2 separate regions of the Sus scrofa genome follow, and region 1 is linked to region 2. A link is a contact called in public HiChIP or PLAC-seq data. All regions are on one chromosome and are shown on one strand. The core of a region is the stretch at or near the end of the contact, and the rest is flanking DNA. Distances in the headings are between cores, read along the strand shown. Region 1 holds the start of EIF3K (eukaryotic translation initiation factor 3 subunit K). Region 2 holds the start of SPINT2 (kunitz-type protease inhibitor 2).

Region 1 (5,794 bases), core at 2,919-5,418, 290 kb after region 2:
ATATGGATTGCGTGTCTGCGGTGTGCCCGCCACCGTGGTAGGCGCCAGGGTAGAGTAGAGCTGTGTTCTCTGCCCTCGTGGAGAGAATATTCCAGTGGGGGAAACGGATGGGAGACAAAAGTAAACAGGTAAAATACACAGTACAAGATAAAATAAAGCAAGAAAAGACAACAGGAAATACGTGTGGGAAGGGGTATGACATTTTACACAGGGTGCTCGGCAAAGGCAACTCTGAGAAGGTGACAAGGGGAGCAGATCCACTCAGAAGGGGAACAAGATGAGCAAGTGCAAAGGCCCGGGGGTAGGAGGGTGCCCAGTGGGTCTGGAAGGCAGCAAAGTGGGTGCAGTGGAGGTGAGGCGGGTCAGCTTGAGGTGCTGGTGGGGGTCAGACTGAAGGGTCGTGATGAGAAATCTGGGCTTGTCGTTGGAGAGACCGGAAGGCACGGGAGAAAGAGAGAGAGAGAGAGAGAACCATGAACACATCCAAATTGAAGGAGAGAAACAAAGAGATGGTCAGAAACCAAAAAGTGGGAAAACTGGTACATTGAGAAAGAGGGAGGAGTTCCCTGGTGGCTCAGTGGGTTAGGATCCAGTGTTGTCCCTGCTATGGCTTGAGTCACTGCTATGGCGTGGGTTCAATCCCTGGCCTGGGAGCTTCCGCATGCAGTTAGGCACAGCCAAAAACAAAAACAAAACAAAACAAACAGAGAAAGAGAAAGAGACAGAGGGGGAGAAAGACACAAAGGGGTGGCGAGGATACCGTAGAAAGACAACAGACAGGAGTTCACGTGGTGGCGCAGCGGAAACAAATCCGACTAGGAACCTTGAGGTTTCAGGTTCGATCCCTGGCCTTGCTCAGTGGGTTAAGGATCCGGCATTGCCGTGAGCTGTAGTGCAGGTCGCAGACGCGGCTTGGATCCTGTGTTGCTGTGGCTGTGGTGTGGGCCAGCAGCTACAGCTCTGATTCGACCCCTAGCCTGGGAACCTCCATATGCTGTGGGTGTGGCGCCAAAAAAAAAAGAAAAAGAAAGAAAGAAAGACAACAGACAGAGTGGTCTGAGATCAGGTCTGACAGGCTGGCAGTGAGTCACTTCCTGTCTGTGGGCCTCAGTTTCCCCCGCCCCAAGAACTCCTTAATGAAGTCCTTCCTTTCCTGACATTTGAGGTCTTGGACTGGAAGGAAACAGGGAAACAGAGATGAGTGTCAGAAATTGAGAAGTGATCAGAGGCCTGCCCCCACCCTCCAACGCTCCATGAGTGAAGAGCAGGCTGAGAGAATCAGAAATGCATTCACTCATTAAGTAAACATGTGGGCACTGATGACGAGCCAGAAATGCAGAAATGCTCAAATGCAAGAACAGACCTTGGTGAGAAAATGCAGACGCAGAGGAAGATGGGTGGGGGAAGTGGAGGGGAACATGGCATACAGAAAGGCTGGAGCTGGACTCGCAGGCGCTGGAGGACACGGCTGGGGGCCCCTGGGTCACCACAGTAACCCTGGCATCACTGGGGCCAGGCCAGGCCCAGAGCAGGGGCTCATTGTGTGAAATATGGATCAGAAAGACAGTCCCGGGAGACACAAAGGCAGAGACAGGACAGGTGGATTGGAGGGGCAGGGGCTGCCTGGACCCTCCCCCGCTCCCGCTCTTCCCCTTACCTTGGTAGATGTCCTGGAGAGAACCAGCCCCACAGAATTCCATGCAGATCCAGAGCTTCTGCAGCCTGTTCAAGAGCAGAAATAATCAGAGCTGAAAAAAATGATTATTTATAGGACAGCTCCTGGCTCACTGTCCATCTTGTTCTAGGACAACAAAAACTTTAATGTAAGCGCCGTCGTCTATCTATTGCCCATCCGAGTGACCATCACCCCACTCCCATTTTATAGATGGGGAAGTTGAGACTCAGAGAGGAAATATACGTTTAGGGTCAAGTGGAATCAAAGCCAGGTCTTTGGGCTCCAGACCCATGGCATCCTCTGTTGTTCTATGCTAACCTGGGAGACAGGGCACGGGTCTCACAGGTTGTGGAAGTTCGATGGGGACAGAGGAGCCCAGGATGCCAGGTCTGGGGAACAGAGATCATGACCGAGGCATCTGGGATATTAATTGGGGGGTCAGGAAATTAAGGGGTTCACCTTCAGGAACAGAAAGTGAAAGTGGGGGACCTGAAGAGCAGGACGGTGAAAGATGCGTTTTAGGGGACTCGTTTTCAGGTTTGGTTACTATGAAGGGATCAACTGGAGGGCCCCCGGGTCAGAAATGAGAGTTCTGGATTGGAGATTCGATCTGGTCAAAAAAGTGGGACTTTGGTCCAGGATTGGAGGTCAGGTTAGGGGGTCCCCTGGTCAGGAACGGGAGTTTGGGGGTGGAGGCCGGGCTGGGTGCCAGGGCAGGTCTGGGGCTCATCACCAGAGATAACTGCCGTGGTAGGCCACGATGTTGGCGTGCCGACAGGTTTTCAAGATGAGGATTTCCTTCTGAAGTGTGGACACATCATCGTCTGCAAGGAAGGGCAGAAGAGAAAAGGCCGCTGCAGGGAGGGAGTGTGGGGAGGAGGGAGTCAGGGAGGGGGGGGCGCCACCATCCCGGGAGGTGGGGGGTGTGGGGAAGGAGCTCCTGGGTCCTGTCCTCACCAGGCTCCATCTTCACCATCTTCAATGCCACCAGGTCCCCCGTCACCTTGTCTCGAGCCTTGTAAAGGGGAAGTTGGCAGTCAGGCGGGCTCCATTTGCCTGAGTCCTCCTCAGCATCCCTGAACCAAAACCAGGGACCGGGACCCTCTCGCATCCCCTTCCCTTCTTGGGTCTCCCCCCAAAGGTCACTGGCTTGAGGGTGATGGAGAAGGACAGAGTTCCTCACCTTGAAGACTTCCCCATAGGTGCCGCCACCCAGCCGCTGCAGCAGGTCGTAGTGGTCCCGGGGATCCCTATTAAAAATGTCGGGGTCCACGAGGTCCATTCCTGGGGGCCAGAGCCGGGCCTGCGCCCAGGGGCCAGCAGGGCCTCAGGGCTCAGATCGCTGGCACCTCCCTCCCTCCCCACACGCCCTGCACCCGCCTTGCCTCCACCCGCTGTGGCCTCCCCCCTCCCCACTCTCGCTTCCTGCCCCAGCTCAGGGCTGTGCAGCCGGCTCCACCCCCTGTCCCCTGGGCCCTGAGAGCCTGTTAGGGGCAGCTTGCCTTGGGACCCAGGGGACCCCCCCCTTCACTTCCAGGCTGAATGTAAACCAGATGCAAACTATCTTAATTGTGACCCGGAGGGTGCCCTAACACTCCTTCCCCCATTCTGGGTGGCGGCCAAAAACTACAGTTGAACCTCAGCTGAGTGCTTGAGAGTTTGGCCACGACCGGGAGATGGCAGGTCTGCACAGAGATGGCCATGCAGTGTATGTCACTGTTCACCTGGAGCGCATACATGCACTTAGTGGTAACCCCTGTGCGGTGCAAAGGGCAGTCGATACGTGTGAAAGTACTCAGAGCATATACCTCCACATACATAACACATGCATGTGCATTCATGCCTGCAGTGTGAAGAATCTGCACATAACTCACGAGGCGCTCGCCTTCACCCACAAGACTGGAGCCTATAGGGACTGGGCGTGAGCTGTGGGGTTTCAGTAGCCTCTCACCCCGGCCATTGCCAGCAGAGCACAGCGGCTTTGCGGGCCGCTAACCCTGGCGTTAGGTTGGAGCTTGGGGACCCGGTTCAGGGCTGGAAACTGCGGTGCTCTAGATCCTGCCTCAGGGGTCGAGGCCTGGAGCAAAGGGGGCCTCCGAGAGCACCTTCCTCGGGACTTGGCCATGGCCCAAAGGGACTTCAACAAGTGCATTCCAACACAGTTTTGAGTTCACCACAGCGCGCAGCGCGACGTGCGTGCTCGCCGTCAGGGATTCACCTCCTTCCCAGGGACCTCGCGCGCACATCCCAGAGACTAGGACTGGGTACGCAAGGCCCGGGAAAAGCTCAGCCCCGCCTCCTCGCCTCGAGAGGGCGCCTGCGCACTGAACTAGACTGGTCTTTTACTCACGCCTTTGGTCCTGCTCAAGTGGAGCGTATGCGCACGCGCCAACTGCGCACGCTGGGAAGAAGTCACGTGGCAGCCGGAAAGCGCGGCAGCCGCAGCTAGAGCCTCCTCCATCTTCGCCTCCAGGGCTGGAGAGGAAACAGTGACGTAGTTTCCGTCTCCACCCGCAGTTCCTTTTCCGGTCCTCGAGGACGCCGTGCCTGTAGGATCTTCGGCTTCAGTCCCGGTGTGGGAGGCAAGAGTAGTCATGGCGATGTTTGAGCAGATGAGAGCGAACGTGGGCAAGTTGCTCAAGGGTATCGACAGGTCTGAACCTGGTCAGAGGGAGCGCTTCTGGCCAAGCAGGATGGAGGAGGGGATTTTTCGGGAGACAGCAAGGGTGGTCTGGATCCTGGGCTTGCCCGGGAGTGGGGTTTTTTCAGTCGTCTTGGAGATGTTTAAGGAAACAGCACTGCAGAGGCCTTATGGCGGGCGATAAGCTTGTCTACCGCTCAGTCCTCCCTTTTTTAATTGATGTAAGGCCTCTCTCTCTGCTTCTCGGCTTCCCCTCACTTTCCTTTCTCTCCTCCTCAGTCTGTCTCTCTCAGTGCCTCTTTCTCTCTCCCCCCTCCCATATCATTCATCCAATACATGTTTACTAAAATCTGTTTTGTCAGTGCTGGGCACTGCTGCGAACCAGAAGTGACCAAGAGAGTCACAGGCTGTGCTTTCACGGAGTTCCCGGTTCAGAGTCTAGACAAACCTGCCAATAGGCAGTGGTAGTGGTAGCCAGAAGTGGTCAGGGCTGGGATGGGGGGATGCTAGGCAGGAGAAGATGGTGCTAGACCTGAGTGGGGCCTGGGGAGGGGAGAAAGGGGTGCCTGGCAAAGATGTCCTGGAGGCCAGGTATACATGCTGCCAGGGCTGGTTGGCTGAGAGGTTGAGGAGACATCCTAGAAAAGACACAGGGCTGATAGAGTTCTCATCGTGGCACAGCGGAAACACTTCTGACTAGGAACCCTGAGGTTGCGGGTACAATCCCTGGCCTTTCTCAGTGGATTAAGGATCTGGTGTTGCTGTGAGCTGTGGTATAGGTTGCAGATGCGGCTCGGATCCTGCGTTGCTGTGGCTGTGGTGTGGGCCAGCAACTGTAGCTCTGATTCAGCCCCTAGCCTGGGAACCTACATATGCGGCCAAGGGTGCGGCCTTAAGAAAAAAAAAAAATACACGGGGGCTAGAGCTTAGGCTTAGGTCTGGGATGTGGATAAGTTTTGTTAGAGGTTATAGAGCTGATTCGGTATTTGAGTAGAGCAAGTGACCAGTGACAGATCTGGAGGGAAGCAAGAAAGGAAGAGGGAGGAGCAGGCTACAGTGTCCCCTCTCACCCCGGCCCCACAGAGCGACTGACCTCAGCTCCTCTCTTTTCTGCTCACCCATCTTGTTTCTCCTCTAGGTATAATCCTGAGAATCTGGCCACCCTGGAGCGCTATGTGGAGACACAGGCTAAGGAGAATGCCTATGATCTGGAAGCCAACCTGGCTGTTCTGAAACTGTGAGTGTCTGCATCTGTTCCCACCACTGTGTCAGTAGCCAGCAAGGTGCCGCTCCCAATACTGGGTAGGGTGGGAGTTGGGGGTGGCCCACAGGATGTGGCTTCTCTCTCTTTTAAGTTGAAATGTAATTGATGTACAGTGTTATATTTTCAGGTGTGAAACATAACAATTGGATGTGTTTATAGATTTTATTCCATTTAAAGTCAATATAAGAGTTCTCTGGTGGCTCAGCAGGTTAAA
Region 2 (6,279 bases), core at 3,566-6,065:
CTAGTCAGATTGTTTCTGCTGCGCCACCATGGGAACTCCCATCATTGGATATAATGTACTCATTTTGTTTGCTGTCTGTTTTCTAACTAGTGAGGTACCAAAGGAAGGGCCATAGGGATGGTCCACCTTGGGTACAGGCAAAAAAGGAGTGCACCGTCTGTAGAGAATTTTAAAATAACAATAAAACTTACCGGCGTTCCCCGTTGTGGCTCAGTGGTAATGAACCCAACTAGCATCCATGAAACTGCTGGTTCGATCTCTGGCCTCTCTCAGTGGGTTAAGGATTTGGTGTTGCCATGAGCTGTGGTGTAGGTTGCAGATGTGGCTCAATCTGGTGTTGTTGTGGCTGTGGTGTAGGTTGCATACTCAACTCAGAACTTCCATATGCCATGGGTGTGGCCCTAAAAAGACGAAACATAGAATAAAATGGAAATGTATTTATTTTCAATTGTTGAATGAAAGAATGAACAATATAAAGATTCTTACATGATTATTATTGAAAATAATTTTCTGGAGAGAGGAGGAAGTGTAAAAAATTTATCCACCCCAGGTGTTTTTAAAGAACTGAACGTGGGCTCGCTTGCCTGCCTGCCCTGCAGCAAAAGCAATTTGCTGACACAGGATTGTGGTGAAGGAAAGTACATCATTTATTTGCAGGATGCCAAGTAAGGAGAAGTTGCAGCTCATGTTCAGAAGACCTGTTCTCCCCAGTGGCTTTCGGGGAAGAGGTTTTAAAGGCCACGTTTGGGGTGAGAGTTGCAGCTTGTGGACTTTCTTCTGATTGATTGGTGGTGAGGTCACAGGGTGATGTTTCAGGAATCATAGTCATCAACCTTCTGGTTCCAACCAGTCTGGGGTCTACATGCTCGGGGTCAGCAGATGGTTGCTATTCTCTATCTGGGTGGGTGGGTCTTAGTTTCTGCAAACTAAACCCAAAGATATGGGTCAGATTGTTGTGCAGAGTCCTTAAGGAGGAACTAGAGCTCTGTTTTATCACTGAACTATTGTCCTTTGCCTGCTTCCTTTGTTTCTGCATTCCTTCACTTCCCTAATGAGTAACTGCATGAGCCCACTCTTTGAAACTCAGGGAAGGCTTAGGAGACTAAAGCCTTTTTCTTTTTCGACCTCCCCACAGAATATGGAGTTCCTGGGTCAGAGATCAGATCCAAGCCACAGTTGGGACCCACACTGCAGATGTGGCAGCGCCGGATCCTTTGACCCACAGTGCCGGGCCGGGGATTGAACCTGCATCCTGGTGCTTCAGCGAAGCCACCAGTCCTATTGTGCCACCATGGGAACTCTGCCTTTTTCTACAAATAAGAAATAGAAGACTTTTAGAGTTCCTGTTGAGGTAAAGCAGAAATGAATCTGACTAGTATCCATGAGGATGTGGGTTCGATCCCTGGCCTCCTTCAGCGGGTTGGGGATCAGGCATTGCTGTGAGCTGTGATGTAGGTCACAGACTCAGCTCAGATCCTGCATGGCTATGGATGTGGGCTAGGCTGGCAGCTATAGCTCTGATTTGACCCCCTAGCCTGGGAACTTCATATGCTCTTGATGCAGCCCTAAAAAAAAAAGAAAATATTGGAGTTCCATCGTGGTGCATGGTTAACGAATCGACTAGAACCATGAGGTTGCGGGTTCGATCCTGCCCTTGCTCAGTGGTTAACGATCCGGTGTTGCGTGAGCTGTGGTGTAGGTTGCAGACGCGGCTCGGATCCCGCGTTGCTGTGGCTCTGGCGTAGGCAGTGGCTACAGCTCCGATTGACCCTAGCGGGAACCTCCATATGCCGCGGAGCGCCAAGAAATAAGCAACAAAACAACAACAACAATAACAAAAAGACAAAAGACAAAAAAAAAAAAAGAAAAATAGATTTCCTGCTTGGTTTCAATACCCCTCAATCCTGAGGGGCTGAATAAGAAAGGGAATCAGATTTTGGATAGAGATGTTAATCACAAACTCAGCGGGAGAACTCAGTTTAGGGGGCTCAGCCTCTGCAGCTGATATGCTACTTCCATCACTGCTATCAACACTACAAAGTGAGTTCCAACAGGCCAGGAATTTTGCTTTGTTCACTGTTCTATCTTCTCCAGCATTTACGATAGTACCTGGCTTATAGTAGGTGCTCAAAGAATGTACTGATGAGTGAACAGATGTGTGAACAGATGTGTGATTGAACAGGCCTATGCCTCCTCTCCTGCCTCACCTCTCACCACCAGTCCTCTGTCTTCCAGCTCAAGCCTGGGTTTTGTGGGACAGGGTGGGGGTCCAGGGTTCAGGTGCTAAAGAGACTTTTGGCCTCGCATTCACTGCAAGATCAAAGAAGACGGCAGGCGTAAAGTTTTATAAACTGTATTTATTTATTTATGTTTTGCTTTTTTAGGGCCGCACCTGTGGCATATGGAAGTTCCCAGGCTAGGGGTTGAATAGGAGCTGCAGCTGCCGGCCTAGGCTACAGCCACAGGAACACCAGATCCAAGCCGCTCCTGTGACCTACACCACAGCTTACGGCAATGCCCACTGAGCTGGGCCAGGAACTCCTGGGTCTGTTTCTTTTACATCTTTCTCTCTGCAGTATTTGGCATATAAAAGATACTCAGTAAATAAAGCCAGCCAGGCATCAGCTGTGGGAGAGTGGAAAAAACACTTGGCATCTAACAGACCTGGTTCAAACTCCAGCTCTGTCCCATCACAGCATACAGCAAAGCGTAGACACTGGTAGTTCCCATTGTGGCTCAGCAATGCCAGAGCTGAGCCGTGTCTGCAACCTACACCACAGCTCAGGGCAACGCTGGATTCTTAACCCACTGAGCAGGACCAGGGATCGAACCCAAATCCTCATGGATACTAGTTGTGTTCTTTACTGCTGAGCCACAATGGGAACTCCCACGTTTTATAAACTTTAATTGCTGTAATTCTCATTGTGGCTCAGCAGGTTAAGAATCCAACTAGGCTCAGGGGGTTAAGGATTCAGCATTGCCAGGAGCTGTGGTATAGGTCGCAGACACTGCTGGAGGATTTGTGATCATTAGAAGATCATTGTCAGGGAGTTCTCATTGTGGCTCAGCAGGTTAAGAATCTGACTAGTGCAGTTCCCGTTGTGGTGCAGTGGTTAACAAATCAGACTAGGAACCATAAGGTTGCGGGTTCGATCCCTGGCCTTGCTCAGTGGGTTGCCGTGATCTGGCATTGTCGTGAGCTGTGGTATAGGTCACAGACGCGGCTTGGATCCCGAGTTGCTGTGGCTCTGGCGTAGACTGGCAGCAGAGACCCCCAGCCTGGGAACCTCCATATGCCGCAGGAACGGCCCTAGAAAAGATAAAAAAAAAAAAAAAGAATCTGACTAGTATCTATGAGAATGAGGGTTTGATCCCTGGCCTCACTCAGTAGGTTAAAGGATTTGGTGTGTGGTTGTGCTGTGTCCCAGGCAAGCAGCTACAGCTCTGATTCGCCCCCTAGCCTGGGAACTTGCATAAGTCTCAGGAACCTCCCTAAAAAGAAACATTTTAATTGCTTAAGGTAAACACACCATTTTGATAACCCAGTTAAAGTTCTTCACATATTATTACATCTAGAGGGAGGCCGAGGAGTGGGTGTGGCCCTGGGTCCTGCAGCACCACCCTGATGTCTTCCTTGCTTCAGGACTTTTGCATTTGCTGTTTGCTTGAAATGTTTATCCATTAGCTCTTCTTATCCTCCAAGGTTCATTATCAAAACCACCTCCTCCACCACCCAGTCCTCCGTTATTTTCCATCCCAGCCTTCAATTCATTTTCTTCATAGCACTGTAAAGTGTTTTCTTCTTTTTTTTTTTTTTTTTTTTTTGGTTTTTAGGGCTGCACCTGCAGCATATGGAAGTTCCCTGGCTAAGGGTTGAATCGGAGCTACAGCTGCCAACCCACGCCACAGCCACAGCAACTCCGGATCCGATGATCCTTGTCTGAGACCTACACCACAGCTCATGGCAGTGCTGGAACGCCCCCCCACCCCAGCAAGGCCAGGGATCAAACCTGCATCCTCATGGACTCTAGTTGGATTCATTTCCCCTGCACTACAATGCAAATTCCCATAAAGTGTTTTCCAAAATACATTTATTTTAATTATCCTGTTGACTGAGCTCTACTCCTATGCCTGTCCTATCCATCCTCCTTTTAAGATTCAGCTCGCACATCCCTCTACAGGAAGTCCTTCCTGGCCCCCAAGGTGGTCAGCTGCCTCTGCCTGTGCTTTCCCAATTCAGCCCTGACACCAATCCCTATCTAGTGTAGAGTTGGTCTCAGGACTGGGAACCCGGGAGGCAAGAGTGTGAGGCTTGTGTTCATTCACGGCTCTTTCATCTTCTCTGGGAGGTCCTCCCTGCCCAGCTCTCAGAATAAATAGGGAACTTGTCTGGGCTCCCAGGTCTTCCACCACCCAGTCCCTTAGCACTCAGCTTGTGTCCCCTGTCTCATCCATATCCACTCTGCCCTATGCTTCTATCATCACTACGCTGGGATGTTCCTGTCCTGGTGATGCAGGAATCTGGTTTGGTCACAGCTGGGTTTCTAGCAACACACTGAGTAGGTGCTCAGGGAACATAGGAATTAGGAATAAATCCCTTGCAACAGAAGGCTGAAGCGAGGTGGGCAAAAATCACACGTGTCCAATAAGGCACGTCCGCGCCCTTTCCTCTCACCCGGAGGCCTAGCCCAAGAGCGAAGGTGCTCGGACGTGGTCAACAAGCCCACACGCTAGGGCGGCGGAAGACCTAGGCAGGAGTGCGCCTGCCCCGGTTAGGCCCCACCCTGGGCGGAGCCAACGCAAAAACCACGCCCCTTTCCAGAGACAGGGGTGGGTCCAGGTGCGCCCAAGGAGGAGGACGGCTGCTCAGGTGCATCCTCCCTGCGCCTGCGCTCTACGCGCCCCGCCTCGCCAGGTGCGCCCCGCCCCCTCCCTGACCCTCCACCTTCCGTAGCTGCTTCGAGGCGGCCGCCATTGCCTCCAGCGCCCACCGAGCGTTTGGGGGTGTGGTGGGGTCTTGAAGTGGGGGGTAAGGTCGGGGGCGAGCGAGGAGCGGACTGAAGCATCGTGGGCACCGGAGGCAGTGTCCGCACACCGAAGGCCCGAGAAAGGGGCTTCCTAGAAACTTCCTGGGTGGCGAGGGCCAGCGCAGCACCCCGCGGACCTTCTGCGAGCTGCCGCAGCTGGACGCGAGGCGCTCCCGTGCGCGTGCGCGGCAAGGGTCTTCCCGCACCTGACCGCGAGACCCCAACGGCCGGCGGTTCGAGGCCTCCCCTGGGCAGCCGGGTGGAGCCCGTCATGGCGCAGCTGTGCGGGCCGAGCTGGTGCGGGGCGCTCCTCGCTCTGCTGGCACTGCTGCTCCTCGGCGGGGCCAAGGAGGCCAACGGAGATCGTGGCGTCCACGGTGAGGTCCCGGGCGGGGTCTCCCTGGAGGGATGGAGGGCTGAGGGGCTGCAGGCGGGGCGTTAGGGGCAAGGTCGAGGGGGTAAGTCGGGTCCGAGGAGGCCCTGAGCGGGGAGAACTGGTGGAGAAGAAAGTTGGGGGCGATTTGGTGAAGCTCAGGGGGCGCCCTGGAGCCAGCCCTGGGAGGCCGAGCCTGGAGAAGAAAGTTTGGGAACCCTTGCGAGTGAGGAGCGCGGAGGAACCCGGGCTGGGAAAAGTTTCCTGTGGGTGAGGGAGGCGACGAGGGCTGTTGACCAAGGAGTGGCATCGGCCCTTCCTGTGGCAGGAAGCGGGTGAGGGGCCGAACCGAAGACCGGCCTCTTCCTGGAGGCGGAAAGTGGCAGGGCCCCAGAAAGCCCGGGGAGGCCCGTCTCCGAGGGCTGGCTCGGACAGGTGACCAGGTGGCTGTTTTTAGCCTCAGGAAAGAAGACCTCACCCTCTCCTCTTTAGATCATGGACAGCGGCCTCCTGAGACACCTTTCTGGTTCAGCTGCAGCAGAGCGCCTCCCAGAAGAACGGTGTTTCTCAGTGAGAGCCAAAGGAAGGAGAAGAAAAGCACCAGTGTGGGGGAGAGAACTTCGTCAGGGTGCAAGGGTGGGAGCCCCTTGGTGTACGAAGAATATGGGCATTAAGAAGGGGGCTTGGATGGGAGTTCCCGTCGTGGCTCAGTGGCTAATGCATCTGACTAGGAACCATGAGGTTTCGGCTTCAATCCCTGGCCTTGCCCACTGGGTTGGGGTGTTGCGGTGGGCTGTGTGTGGTGTAGGTCTCAGACACGGCTCGGATCTGACGTTGTTGTGGCTGTGGTGTAGGCTGGTGGCAACAGCTCCGATTGGA

The links. HiChIP or PLAC-seq counts read pairs in DNA pulled down with a chosen protein or histone mark.
Region 1: a contact with region 2 is called in an H3K27ac HiChIP or PLAC-seq map of alveolar macrophages. The contact joins the promoter of EIF3K here to the promoter of SPINT2 in region 2. A contact is called at or near these places in 1 of 47 Hi-C or Micro-C datasets (embryonic fibroblasts) and 1 of 2 datasets of contacts at active chromatin or transcription factors (alveolar macrophages).

What each region holds. Positions count from the first base shown.
Region 1 is chr6:47,472,016-47,477,809 of Sscrofa11.1, forward strand. It overlaps EIF3K (eukaryotic translation initiation factor 3 subunit K), which reads left to right and starts at 4,169. Exons shown (of 8, transcript XM_003127119.5): 1 at 4,169-4,328; 2 at 5,455-5,553. The coding sequence starts at 4,270. It overlaps MAP4K1 (mitogen-activated protein kinase kinase kinase kinase 1), which reads right to left and starts at 3,075. Exons shown (of 32, transcript XM_021094343.1): 1 at 2,859-3,075; 2 at 2,633-2,690; 3 at 2,409-2,499; 4 at 1,658-1,722. The coding sequence starts at 2,957.
Region 2 is chr6:47,176,957-47,183,235 of Sscrofa11.1, forward strand. It overlaps SPINT2 (kunitz-type protease inhibitor 2), which reads left to right and starts at 4,816. Exons shown (of 7, transcript XM_003127108.5): 1 at 4,816-5,404. The coding sequence starts at 5,299.